3 separate regions of the Mus musculus genome follow, and regions 1 and 2 are each linked to region 3. Evidence: chromatin contacts called from public Hi-C and promoter capture Hi-C data. All regions are on one chromosome and are shown on one strand. Each heading gives the region's core, a stretch centred on a gene start, on an enhancer-like site or on the middle of the called end of the contact. The rest is flanking DNA. Distances are from core to core; before and after follow the strand shown. Region 1 holds the start of Spryd4 (SPRY domain containing 4). Region 2 holds the start of Rdh19 (retinol dehydrogenase 19). Region 3 holds the start of Hsd17b6 (hydroxysteroid (17-beta) dehydrogenase 6).

Region 1 (4,241 bases), core at 1,264-3,763, 200 kb after region 3:
CTCACAGGTGGGGCAACATTCCCCTGGACGATGCTGTGCAGTTCAACCACCTGGAGGTGGTCAAACTGCTTCAAGATTACCATGACTCCTACTTGCTCTCTGAGACTCAAGCTGAGGCGGCAGCTGAGACCCTGTCCAAAGAGAATCTAGAGAGCATGGTATGAGCACAGGCCCAGGGGCAGTCCCTGCTTCAGAAAAAGCATGAGCTGGCCACACATTTAACCCACAGCCACCAAAAATACTACGGCAAGCTGCTTCCTTGGGGATCGACACAGCCATTTGGTGACACAGGCCAGTGTTTTCTGAGAATCAAAACGCCCCATCAGTTCAGTGCACAGCACAGAGAAAAGCCTCAATGGATACCTGAGCAGAGCTAGCTACAGAGACCTCCAGATACAGCTCGAGAGTAGCCCGGGTCTTTACCCAGGTCCCCTTTTCCTCTCTGAAGAAATCATCATGCCAACAAGCAACTTCCTTGGAGAGCCTCTAGCTACATGCATATGTATCTGCCGCAGAGTAAGAGAAATGGGTGAGAGCCAAACCACGTGGCTTTAGAAGTCTGCGGAGATCTGTCCATCTTAGCCAGGACACGCTGCTACTGCTGACAGCAATTTTATAGACAGAGTATTTTGTGTTCAAATAAACTTTAATTACATGAATTATAATTTTTATTTTATATTTTGCTAAATTTAGTCGTTCTCTTTCTCCCCTAAGGACATCATCAGTTATCACCATTGTAGCACCCAGGGTCAGACAAGTCCAAACTGAATATTCCGCATACATATTCAACTGTTTCACCAGGTTTTCCTCAAACCAAAATACTGCTTTTATTAAGTACATTCTGTGGCCAAGGGAGATGGGAGTTGTGGGTCTGAACAGGCTCCAAAATGGATTGTGTAAAGTTGTCTTTTTTCTGGAGCTTTGAACTGTGGCAGATACACAGAAGGAACTTATCGAGGGTAACGTTTCTGGCACCAGAGCCATACATGTCTCCCTAGTGTCTCTTTCCCTTTGTCACATAACTGGCACAATGGTTATGGCAAACTGCCTAGGTATCAGGTATCCAGAAGACAGATGGACTCAGAGTGGAGATAGCTGCATCTGGGTTGGACTGACATCTCTAGTGCTGAGGTACAACTGAGGAAGCCAGAACCCAAGAATCTGAGGTGCATCAGAGAAAAGGCCAAGCCTGTGGCTGCCACTCCTCCAGCCAGAGGTAGAGAGCATTTACTCTAGAGAATCTGGTGAGCCCCCAAAACAAGTTACATGTGGATAAGGGACGGGCCGAGAGGCAGGACCGCAGGACTGAACAGTCTAAGGTGTGTGGGCACAAGTAGAAGGACCCAAAGAACTGGCCTGAGGAGGCGAATCCCCTGATGACCTAGGAAACTGGCGACTTTGGCTGTATACCTAGCTCTTACAGAGTAGGGCCCAGGGGAAGATGGCTACAATATTGCACAAAGGATCCCAACAGAATTGTGAGAGCTACCAGTTGCTTGAAACAAAGTAAAATCGCTTTAGACACTAAGGACAGAAAGCTGACCATGAGCACGATTCAGGGTCTTGGCCACATTAGAGGCCCTTGGGCACTTCGAGTCCTGAGTGGGTTAGCAGCTCTCCATCCCAAAGAGCAAAAGCAGGTGCCACTGGGCCCCGGAAATCTGTCTGTAGTGTGTGGATCACAGAGATCCGACTCACATCCACCAGGCTCAGCTTCTTTGCCTCATAGTCCAGCAGCAGCCCCACCTTCTCTGGTTGCCCAATACCCTTAATTGGAGCTTTTTCGTTGGCCAACATGCTGTGCCACTTGCGCTGGGCATAGGAGAACACCCAGGAACGATCATCAGCACCAACGCAGCTGTCCCGGGACATGTCCACGTCTGCCACTCCTATCCGGAACTGCTGGGAGCGCTTCACTGTTACCTCCCAGTAGTGTCTGCCACTGGTGACTGTGGTGTCTCCGAGCACCACTGCCCACTCCCGGAAGCGCTCCAAATTCAGGGCCACCTTGGTGGGTTCCAGTCCCACCAAGCCATATTTGACACCCGTGTCGCCTCTGAAGAGTGCCAGGCTGCTGTGGGCCGTTTTTTCTTCCAGTTTGAAACTGATGCCTGAGGGCAGAGCAAAAAAGAACTCGTAAACCTAGGGCTGTGTTTGATCTGAAAGCTGTCCAGGCGATGACGGGAAATCGAGAAAAGTCAATGTCAAATGTTAACATGGAAAGAGCAGAGGTGCCGCTTTAGTAAGACAGCCCTGGGAGCTGCAAATCACTGACTGGGGAAGCCAGAAGCCGGTGCCCCAGGTTTGGAATCTTGCTAGATCAAGGCAGAGGGGAGAGAGGAGAAATGAGGAGTGGAGTTCTCTGATCGCGCTCTGGGAATGACACGTTAACTACTTTGGAGTGACAGTAAAAAAGAAATATGCCTACCTCTCCGGGATTCCACAGCAGGGACCCCCCATCGCTTGGTGCCCCAGCGGTACAACTTCCAACAGCGTGCAAAGGGCAGCGCCATCTTGTGCCACAGATGCACGGGGCACGCCCCCAGGGGACACCGACCAATGACTGGTCCGCGCCCGGAGCACGTGGTGCGAGACGCGAGTGTCGTGAGAAATCGGTATCTCGGTGATTTCTAGTCTGGCGAGCTAGATCAATACGTGAAGAGACGTACTGATTATATCTCAACTAAGTAGGATACCCCTCTCACACACACACACACCCAGAGAGCCTGTGTAAACAGAGTCTCTGATTTGTTTGGTTTTGAAACAGGGTCTCCTGTAGCCTGGATTGGCCTGGAATTCATTATGTAGTCATGGCTGGCCTCAATTTCATAAAAATCTACCTGCCTCTGCCACCCAAGTGCTGAGACTAAATTAATGCATGCGATACCAAGTCTGGCAAGATAAAAGAAGTATTTTTTTAAAGTAGTTTAATCCGGGGGGGGCGGGGGGAGTGACACACAGCCCTCAGGAGGCAGAGGCAGGCAGTTTTCTATGAGTTCGAGGCCAGTCTGGTCTACATACCAAGTTCCAGGACAGGCAGAGCACCACACATTATTTAAAAAAAAAAAAAAAAAAAAAGCGTAAATCCGTTTCCCAGAGCCTCAGCATTCTCTTTGGACAGAATGTGTCTACATTCAAGCTTACTGTTCTGTCTTCTGAGACAGAGTTACTATGTAACCTTTGCAGGCCTCAAACTCTAGATCCTGCTGCCTCAATTTCCCAAGTGCCAGGTTGTGCTCAGTTTTTTTTTGTTGTTTTTTTTTTGTTGTTTTTGTTTTGTTTTTTTCGAGACAGGGTTTCTCTGTATATCAGTTTTTTATTATTATAGTTTGAGACAGGGTCTCAAGGATCGGCCTGCCTCAGCCCGCGGAGTGCTGGGATTAACAACATGACTTGTGCTCATTATTATTATTATTGTTATTATTATTATTATTATTATTATTATTATTATTATTATTATTATTATTATTATTTTCGAGACAGGGTTTCTCTGTGAAGTCCTGGCTGTCCTGGAACTCACTCTGTAGACCGGGCTGGCCTCGAACTCAGAAATCTGCCTGCCTCTGCCTCCCGAGTGCTGGGATAAAAGGTGTGCGCCACCAACGCCCGGCTACCTCATTATTTTTTAATGTATAAATGAGCTTGAAAGTGTGTGTGGGGTGGTGCAGTGACTCATTCTCTCCACTAGGGTTCAGTCAGGCCCAGCCTTTTCAGCCCCGTAACTGTAGAGATGCAGGTTAACTTTTTTTTTCCCCTTCTAATTACAAAACTACTTTTAATACTTTGAGGTATGTCGCATACCTCAAAACTGGGAAGAGTAACCTCACTTTCCAGGAGTGGCCCAGGGTAAGAGAGGAAGGAAACACGAGAGGGACCTGCTGCAGACTTGCAAATGCCGAAGGGAAGGAACTGTATAGCACGGTGGGAAGGCTCTGGCGCATAGGCGAAGACCAAGAGGGTTGGTCACGAAGCCGTTCTCGTTTGCCTTTTTCTGTTTCTGCTGCACGACCTCCGAGTCTCTCCGCCTGCGGGCGGCAGAGGAAACCAATCGTTATCCCGGCGCTTCCCCTTAACCGAGTCGCTCTCCTTGCTCTGGGAGAGCTCGCACTCAGGTACCGCGGTCCTGAAGCAGCTCCCACCTGCCTCGTTTGCATCCCATCTTCCTCTTCTATTGACTTTTAAACGTCGGAGCAAAAATGTTGAGGGAATTTCCTCTAGAGAGGTTGTGCCTGTTCTGCTAA
Region 2 (4,353 bases), core at 199-2,698, 160 kb before region 3:
TATCCAGAAATTCCAGGGCTGGATCTAGATCCTGCTGTGTTCTAGAAGATCTTAGTCCAACAAGAGTGCGCATTTCTGTCAGGGTTGACATGGAAAGAACTGTAGGAGAGAGCATTGGGAAATGACCATAGAAGGAATGCTCTAGAGAACTCACTGTTGAAGGGATACTAGAACTAAGAGAAATAATATCTGCATGTACTTTAGTCAAGAAAAGCCAGCACTACATTTTACAAGATGCAATTCAGTGCTAGGGTTCTGAGGACCTGTTGGGTGCTAACAACTACATGAAGAATATCCTAGTATAGTACCTTCTGCAGAAGTAGGAGGAGGGACAGGATTGGAGCCAGGAGGATGAGGATTACCATCACTAAGTCAAACACAATCAGGAACGGTGAGAGGGAAGAGCAGGGCAAATGCAGAGCAGATCCAGGGGAAGCTACCACCTTGGAGGGAGAGTGGCCCAGCTCCAGATTCACAGATAACCAAGATCCAGGCCTTAGTGCACAGGTGTAATCTAACCTGTATTGGGGCACTTCCTGATAGAACCATGGTTCTTACGAGCACAAGGACAGTCTGATTCCTTACTGGTTGGCACAGAAAGTTGTGGAAGTGCCAGGTAAGGGAATCATGACATCATTCCTGAAGGAGACACCAGGTTTATTTTGAGCTAGAATCAGAGGGTTAGTCAGGCATTCCCCAGACCAGGAGCCATATGGAAAGCTCCACACACTACTCTAGAGTTTCTGAGCAAGGCTTGCTGGGAAATAAAGAAAGACACCCTGGCTCAGGTGAGTCAGGGGCAGCCATGGAAGTCACATCTCAAGAACTCTGTGCTCATGTCTGCTTGAATCCAGGCAGCCAGAAGAAGGGTCAATTGAGAGGATAAAGTCATTTCCTTCTCCATACCTACTCTGGGAGTCCTGATGTGTCTGCGGTCCCAGCCCTATCACCTAGTGTACCTTTGATGTCAGCCTTCCATGTTTGGGATGGCTCTTATACCTTCTCAGGAGCTGCTGTATTAGGAGGACACCAGCTTTCCCTGTCCTCTCCTATAAGTTATCCTGCATCCAAGAATAGGTTACTAATAGTTTCTCATTATGTTCACAACCTCCTAGATTGTGGCCCCAGAGCGCAAATTACAGAGACACAAGCTGAGTCTGGGACTGGACCATGAGTCATATGTAATGGCACACATACATGTATTCTCACATGAGTCCAGGAAACAAAGATCATAAGAGAATAGACCTATGTTATTCAACAGTCAGTAGTCTTTTCCTTGGCAGTGACATAGGGAGAGCCAGTGGGCATGATATGTCTGCTGTTCAAAAGCAGGGCAAAGACCAGAGATCTAAGGCATTAATAATTATAAAAAATGCAAAGAACTGTATGTCAGCAGGGTGGTGTCCTGGATGTTTACACTTTCCTGTGTGAGCAGAGGCCAGCCGCATTTTGACACAGAGTCTCTCTCTCTCTCTCTCTCTCTCTCTCTCTCTCTCTCTCTCTCTCTCTCTCTCTCTCTCTCTGCTTGTCTTCTACAAACCATGTGGCTCTACCTAGTATCACTGGTGGGACTGTGGACACTCCTGCGCTTCTTCAGGGAGAGGCAGGTGGTGAGCCACCTCCAAGACAAGTATGTCTTCATCACGGGCTGTGACTCTGGCTTTGGGAACCTGCTGGCCAGACAGCTGGACAGGAGAGGCATGAGGGTGCTGGCTGCATGTCTGACGGAGAAGGGAGCCGAGGAGCTGAGGAACAAGACATCTGACAGGCTGGAGACAGTGATCCTGGATGTCACCAAGACAGAGAGTATTGTGGCAGCCACTCAGTGGGTGAAGGAGCGTGTTGGGAACAGAGGTACCACTGAGATTCCTGTCTGTGCTGTTCGTTTTCTGTCTTTGAGTGAAGGGAAGGCCTGTGTAGTCCTGGAACGATTCCTGCTGGGAGTCAGGGTAGAGTTGGTGTGACTGCAGATTCTGCCCCTCTCTAGCACATCAGTCTGTCCTCTTACCTCTACACTGAGTCCTCCAAGCTGTGTGTTCTTAGTCAACTGGAGCCTTGGGAAGTTTTCATGTCCAAATTCTTCTCTGTCCTCTTTGACTTTGTATGTAGAAAGACCAGATTGTTGGCTGCTGAATCCTAGGATAGAGACAGTGAGGAAGGAGGCGAACCCTGGGCTCCTGGGATCTGGTCTCTGTGTGAAGGTCATGTGCCAGCGTGCACCTGCTCTCCCAGCTCTGGAACATGTTCTCATGCACTGCCTGTGCACCATGGCAGGGAGAGCCATAATCATTGCCGTGCTTAAGCCCAAAGTCAAGACTTCCTATCATTTTCTTTCTCCCTTTGTCTCTCCCTCCACCATTTTTGTTATTATTTAAATGATAAATTTAAATAAAAACAAGTTGGAAACAGATATTGTTCTAAACTCTAGACATGTCAAGCTACATGTCTTACTTATGATTTACTATCCAGTGTATGAAAACTAGTAACACTTTGACCTGTAGGCTTAACGTATGTGCTTTCTTTCCACTTGAAAAATGTAAACATTTTTTACCTCTACCACTTAAAGAGCATTAGTTACAATAATAACATTCAATGAATTTTAAAAAAAATGGCTCTTAACCAAGGCCCACTAATTTTAGCATTTGTGTTGGGTATCATTTATTCCCTTTGTGGTTTTCTGGCTTGCGTGTTTGAGGCAGGGTTCTAGAAATGGGTCTGGATACCATCTGATGAACCTGCTGCTCAGCTCCTTCCTGTTGGCATTAACAGCATGGGCCACCATGCTCAGCTTGTTCTTTGTACTTGTTGTCTTAAGAACTGTCTTGTGAAACTTCTAGTCAATTCTAAGTCTGCAAGCATGTGTATTTTGTGATCCTAGGATTAAAATATCTGTTATATTTTAATATCTGTATATATATATATATGTATACATACATACACATATGCAAACATTTAGATCATGTTTTTCCTTTCCCCAACGTCTCCCAGATCGTCCCCATGTCCCAGTCACACAAGTTCATATTCTTTCTGTCTGTCTGTCTGTCTTTCTGTCTGTCTGTCTTTCTCTCTCTGTCTGAAAAACAAAAGGAAAATAAAACCCCCAAGGAAAAGCAACATAAATAAACAAACAACCAAACAGAAAATAACAAAAGACAAACAACAAGAAACAAGCAAAGAAGCCAGCACAAAACATAATGAAAAAAAGCCAAAAAAACCAAAAAACCAAAAACCAAAAACAGTCTCCCCTTTCCTCCCAAAATTTCAGAGTTTATTTTGTGGAGATTCTAGCTCTCTTGTGTATGAGGCTCACTGAGTGCCTTTTTAATCCCTGTGTTACAGTTTGCTTCTTAGCCAGGTAACTCCCAAATAACTGAGACTGGTCTAAGTTATTTATTTATTTATTTATTTATTTGTTTGTTTGTTTATTTATTTATTTATTTAACATGCTTAAAGGGCAGAATTACTCTATTTCAATCCTCTAAACTAATCTGCCAAACTTCCAGACAAAATAATAGAGATACTTGCAGTTTTAGTCTTTCTCTGCTCCAGGTGTTTTCTTTTTTTTGTTTTTGTTTTGTTTTGTTTTGTTTTAATTTTTTTATTACGTATTTTCCTCAATTACATTTCCAATGCTATCCCAAAAGTCCCCCATACCCTCCCCCCCCCACTGCCCTACCCACCCATTCCCACTTTTTGGCCCTGGAGTTCCCCTGTACTGGGGCATATAAAGTTTGCAAGTCCAATGGGCCTCTCTTTCCAGTGATGGCCGACTAGGCCATCTTTTGATACATATGCAGCTAGAGTCAAGAGCTCAGGGGTACTGGTTAGTTCATAATGTTGGTGTCTCCTAGACTCTCTGCAGGTGGCTAAGCCATACCTCCTCTTCTCCAGCTCCCTCCCCTGGCTGGGAGAACTCCAGCCTGTTCTCTCCCATGCTCAGTCTTTGGTTGTTATGGTTGTTGTCCCCACTTCAGGGAACAATGGGAGAGCTGTTGTTTACACAAGTTTGCACCTGGATAGTGTCTGAATAAGGATGGTAAGCAGATATAGTGGACAAGAAATCAGCATTTGAATCTTCACACAGTGCACAATAAAGTGATTACAAGGCACCATTGACACTACAATGCAGAAAACTGTCTTTTCCTTGGACAGTAGTTATCAGTTACAAATAGCTGCTTGCTTAGAGGTTAGACCATGTGTCCACTTTCCCTGCTCAGTGCTGGCTCGCTGTCTCCCTGAGCCTGTGCAGGTGTTATGTGTGCTGCCAGAGTCTCTGTGAGTTCATGTGAGCAGTAGTCCTGAAGTGTCTGTAAGACAGTTTCCTTGGAGTCACCCATCACCTCTGGCTCTTAA
Region 3 (4,799 bases), core at 230-2,729:
TTCTAAGCACATGTAGCATCGTGAATAACAAGAAAATGCACACAAGAAAACAATAAAAGTCTATTGGGTTAATTTATAAGTAAAGTATATAGAAATTTTCAATGTTCTATACGAAACCTCATGGCATATGGCTTAACGAAGACTTGCAATGTTCTACAGTGGATGCTTTGTTTGCTTTCATGGCTGTCCCTTACTTTGGGCTCAAAGGAAAAAAATCTTGTAGGGTTAAACTAAAACATTCTCATTAAACAAAGTCAGTCTTTATACATAAGCTCTCCTACTTTGCTGTAATTATCAAATTTAAGCTGAAATGTTGCCTTGAAATATCCACATATTACGATCCTGTGCCAATCGAATGAATTCTCCTATCTTCTCCTTATCTTACATAAGAGAAAATCAACTAGCACACAAGTACTTCAAGCCCTCAAAGAACTTGCTCATTTCCATAGTATCTTCACCCCCCAAATTCCTCATGAAATATTGCCATAGTTGGCATCTTCACTTCACTCTGATGAAGCTGAATAAAAAGGAAGGATGTTGCCAGGCATGGTGGCGCATGCCTTTAATCCCAGCACTCGGGAGGCAGAGGCAGGAGGATTTCTGAGTTCGAGGCCAGCCTGGTCTACAGAATGAGTTCCAGGACAGCCAGGGCTACACAGAGAAACCCTGTCTCAAAAAAAAAAAAAAAAAAAAGAATGCATTTCGTTTGCCATCATGTCCCTTGGCTTGGCATACCTTGCTTGCCCCTTGCTGCCTTTCAGACCAGCTTCTCCATTGAACTATTTATATGGAGAGCTATCAGCAGACTCCCAAACACACCATGCCCTTTATACTTCTGTGTCTGCATTCTGTTCCAGTCTCATTATTATCTTAAGGAGCTGAGGCCATAGAAGGCTGGGAATACGGCTGAGGGGTTAGGAGCACTTGTTGCTCTTCCAGAAGACCCAAGTTCAGATCCCACCACACACACAACAGCTCACACCTGCCTGGAACCCGGGTTCCAGAGGATCTGATGACCTCTTCAGGCCTCTGAAGATACCAAAACATATGTGGCAGACATGCACATCCATACACATAAATTTAACAGAAGTTTTACAATTTCTAACTGAACCTATAACATTTCATTGCCCTTGTTTGTACCTGTTGTCCCTTCTGGAAATTCCCTTCCTTGGGAGCAGAAACCCTAGAGCCTATCTTTGCACCCATTGTGTTAGTATTAGCCGGAGATTGTGTTAGTATTAGCCGGAGAGGCAGAACCTATAGGCTAAACAGATATAAATATATGAAAAGGAATTACTGGGGCATTGGCTCACATAATTGTAGAGTTTGAGAACTCTCAGGACAGGCTTACTGTAATTGAGGTCTCAGTCCAAGTCCAGGTCTTCAGATCCAATGAAACTGATCATATAACCCTCAGAGTAAGGATCCAGGGAGGCACAGGGTGAGTCCTACATTGCTGGGAGTCTATCACTCTGCCCTTGGGGACAGAATTAAAGTGTTCCAGGTTTAAGAAAGAGGAAGTCACCTTTCTGGTCCCTAACTGATTGGACAGTACCTGCCCACATGGAAGGTGGATCCTCCCATTCAGATTAGCAGTTCATTCACCAATATCCCCTGTGCACACACACCCAGAAACAATGTTTTCTAGTCAGTATTCTGCGTATGCCATTTAGTCAGTAATTATTTGCAGACTAATAGAATAAATGAAAGTCTAAGTTGACATGCAAGTTTGAGACTGACCTAGGCAGCGTAACAGATCTCCTTCCCATCACTTCCAACATACTAATAATTTTTAAACAATGTAAGAGATAAAATAAAGATTTAAAAAGCCATATTTTAGCCAGGCGTGGTGGCGCAAGCCTTTAATCCCAGCACTTGGGAGGCAGAGGCAGGCAGATTTCTGAGTTCAAGGCCAGCCTGGTCTAGAGAGTGAATTCTAGGATAGCCAGGGCTATACAGAGAGACCCTGTCTTGGAGAAAAAACAAAAATAAAAAGTAATATTTTAAGGAATATCCCCAAAGTAAATTACTCTTTTAGCTGCTAAAAACATGCAAAATAATGCTAGAAACTAAACTAAAAAGAAATCCCAAACAATTGGTGTCTCAAGTCTGCTGAGTTTGGAGAAATAGCCTGGGATACGCTAGATATTAGCTCTGAAAAAGAATGGTGCTGTCTTACAGTGTAAGGCTTGTAGGGGAAATAACTCCCAGTAGGTTAGAGGGCTGTACAGTAGGACAGCTTAAGGCAGGAAGTGGGAAAGGTTTTGTTACTTCTGTGGATGAAGTCTCAACAGAAACAAAAGAAATGACAATGCTGCCACCCAGTGGCAATTTGTGGAAAAGGCTCTACCCGAGGATCCTTTTAAGATTAAATAGCTTCTGTGTTGAATGCAATGTGGTCTATGACCGTGTTCTTTCTTTCTTTTCTTTCTTTCCTTCCTAAAAATTCATTCATTCATTCATTCATTCATTCATTCATTCATTCACTCATTCATTTTATATGAGTACACTGTCGCTGTCTTTAGACACACCAGAAGAGGGAGGGCATCAGATCCCTTTACAGATGGTTGTGAGCCACCATGTGGTTGCTGGGGATTGAACTCAGAAACAATGGAAGAGCATCCAGTGATCTTAAGTGCTGAGCCATCTCTACACACACACACACACACACACACACACACACACACACACACACACCTTCCCATCCTGTTTCTTTAACCCATAAATACTCTGCACCCTTGGGAAGATTTGAGTCTTAAGACCTCTTTTTGGCTGTCTCTTGAATAAAGCCTCTTTCGAAAGCCCTTGCTCAGGTGATAGACATATATGCAACAGGTAAAAAAAAAAAAAAACTTGTTCTGGCTCCCAATATTCTCTTCATGCTGAGTGTGCAGTAAGGACCTTACTGCCTTCTTCCCCTAAGACAACCTCCATCTTCACTGACTGCTCCCAAGGCAGTAGGAGAAACTCTTTCTCAATCATTTTACTTCTGCTGGGCATACCCAGAGTATTAGAAGGAAAATGTTAATTCCCTCTTTTTTTTTTTTTTGGTTTTTCGAGACAGGGTTTCTCTGTGTAGCCCTTGCTGTCCTGGAACTCAGGTTGGCCTCAAACTCAGAAATCTGCCTGCCCCTGCCTCCCAAGTGCTGGAATTAAAGGCGTGTGCCACCACAGCCCCCCGTTAATTCCCTTTTTAGTTATTTGTTTTGTTGTTGTTTGTATGGTTCTTGCTTTGTTTTGAGACAGGGTCTCTCTGTGTAATCCTTGCTGGGCCTGGAACTCTGCCTCCTAAGTACTGAGATTAAAGATGTGTACCACTGCATCCAACTGTTTGTTTGTTTGTTTGTTTTTAAATATCAGTCTAATAACTTTAAGTTAATTTTAAAATCTCAAGGAGAGCTGGAGAGATGGCTCAGCGGCTAAGAGCACTGACTGTTCTTCCAAAGGTCCTGAGATCAAATCCCAGCAACCACATGGTGGCTCACAACCATCTGTAATGAGATCGAATGCCCTCTTCTGGTGCCTCTGAAGACAGCTACAGTGTACTTACATATAATAAATAGATAAATAAATCTTTAAAACAAAAATCTCAAGGAACACAGCAGCCCAGGACTATAATCTCAGCACACAGAAAGCTGATACAGGAAGCCCAGGCAAGGAGTGAGTCCAAAACAACCACAGTCCAGTGCTTTAAAGTCCCTCGTGGACAGACCATGCCCAGAATGACCACGGGCTTCCAGGGCAGAGATGGCCTGAGACAAGACTACCTCAGCCTGGGGCTGTGACACTAGGGAGAGGATCAAGCCAGAGATGACCAAGTCTGGCCCTCTGCAGGCCCAACCATGCCCAAGATGACCCTTGACCAGTGCCACACTGCATAGGTGGGGCATAGCACTCCTGAGACCACTCCTGAGATGACCCCAGACACTCAGAGACCCCATGAACCGCTAAGAGGAGCAAGTAAAGCCAGGCGTGGTGGCGCACACCTTTAACCCCAGCACTCAGGAGGCAGAGGCAGGTGGATTTCTGAGTTCGAGGCCAAACTGGTCTACAAAGTGAGTTCCAGGACAGCCAGGACTACACAGAGAAACCCTGTCTTGAAAAAAACAAAAAACAAACAAACGGAACAAGTAAGTGATGGAGAAATGGAAGAGAAACAGAAGGATGTGGGCACTGTGAAGATGGGCAGAACTGGAGACTCGAGAGTAGTGAGGAGCACCCTGATGTGTGCAGCAAGTTATCCCACCTGGGACCATGGTGGGGTCCTGGCCTATGCTGCCACCAAGAACCAGGAAGGAAGGGAGGAAGGGAGGAAGGAAGGAAGGAAGGAAGGAAGGAAGGAAGGAAGGAAGGAAGGAAGGAAGGAGAGAAAGGAAGGCTGGAGAGGTGTTCAGCCATAAAGCCATTAAGAGCACTTGCTGCTCTTGCAGAGAACTCATGTTCAGTTCCTAGCACCACATCTATAGTTGTAATTCCTGGGGATTCAGCGCCCTCTTCAGGCCTCCGAGGCCCTAAGTACGCTTGTGATGCACAGATACACTTGCAAACAAAACACCCATAGTCATAAAGATAAATAAATAAAATATAAATACATTTAATACTCCTTAAGTTCTGGTGTTCTATAGTATCAAACTATTACACAGCGTCAAAATATTACTTGGTGTGTAAAAGCATCTGCCACATAAATCCAGAGATCTGCGTTCCATCCCTGGAAACTACACGAAAATGGAAAGAGAAGGCCAACTCTGCAAAACTGTCATCTAGCATCCACACATTCATGTGCCTGAGCACACACAAAA

Evidence for each region. Hi-C and Micro-C count contacts between places; a contact is called where the count stands out from the background. Capture Hi-C pulls out chosen DNA fragments and counts their contacts.
Region 1: a contact with region 3 is called in a promoter capture Hi-C map of liver. The contact joins the promoter of Spryd4 here to the promoter of Hsd17b6 in region 3. A contact is called at or near these places in 1 of 39 promoter capture datasets (the 3T3-L1 cell line), 2 of 484 Hi-C or Micro-C datasets (B cells and embryonic stem cells), 2 of 115 datasets of contacts at active chromatin or transcription factors (T-cell acute lymphoblastic leukemia and large pre-B cells) and 3 of 9 other capture datasets (adipose tissue, liver and pancreatic islet).
Region 2: a contact with region 3 is called in a Hi-C map of embryonic stem cells, with 2.3 times the contacts expected there. The contact joins the promoter of Rdh19 here to the promoter of Hsd17b6 in region 3. A contact is called at or near these places in 4 of 39 promoter capture datasets (embryonic stem cells, liver and trophoblast stem cells), 6 of 484 Hi-C or Micro-C datasets (the AML12 cell line and embryonic stem cells), 2 of 115 datasets of contacts at active chromatin or transcription factors (both in embryonic stem cells) and 3 of 9 other capture datasets (adipose tissue, liver and pancreatic islet).

Annotation. Positions count from the first base shown.
Region 1 is chr10:128,209,281-128,213,521 of GRCm38.p6, forward strand. It overlaps Spryd4 (SPRY domain containing 4), which reads right to left and starts at 2,514. Exons shown (of 2, transcript NM_025716.2): 1 at 2,429-2,514; 2 at 628-2,111. The coding sequence starts at 2,513. The coding sequence ends at 1,573. Gls2 (glutaminase 2 (liver, mitochondrial)) reads left to right here. Exons shown (of 18, transcript NM_001033264.3): 18 at 8-724. The coding sequence ends at 164.
Region 2 is chr10:127,848,480-127,852,832 of GRCm38.p6, forward strand. Rdh19 (retinol dehydrogenase 19) reads left to right here and starts at 1,449. Exons shown (of 4, transcript NM_147222.2): 1 at 1,449-1,854. The coding sequence starts at 1,542.
Region 3 is chr10:128,006,132-128,010,930 of GRCm38.p6, forward strand. Hsd17b6 (hydroxysteroid (17-beta) dehydrogenase 6) reads right to left here and starts at 1,480. Exons shown (of 6, transcript NM_001359377.1): 1 at 1,352-1,480.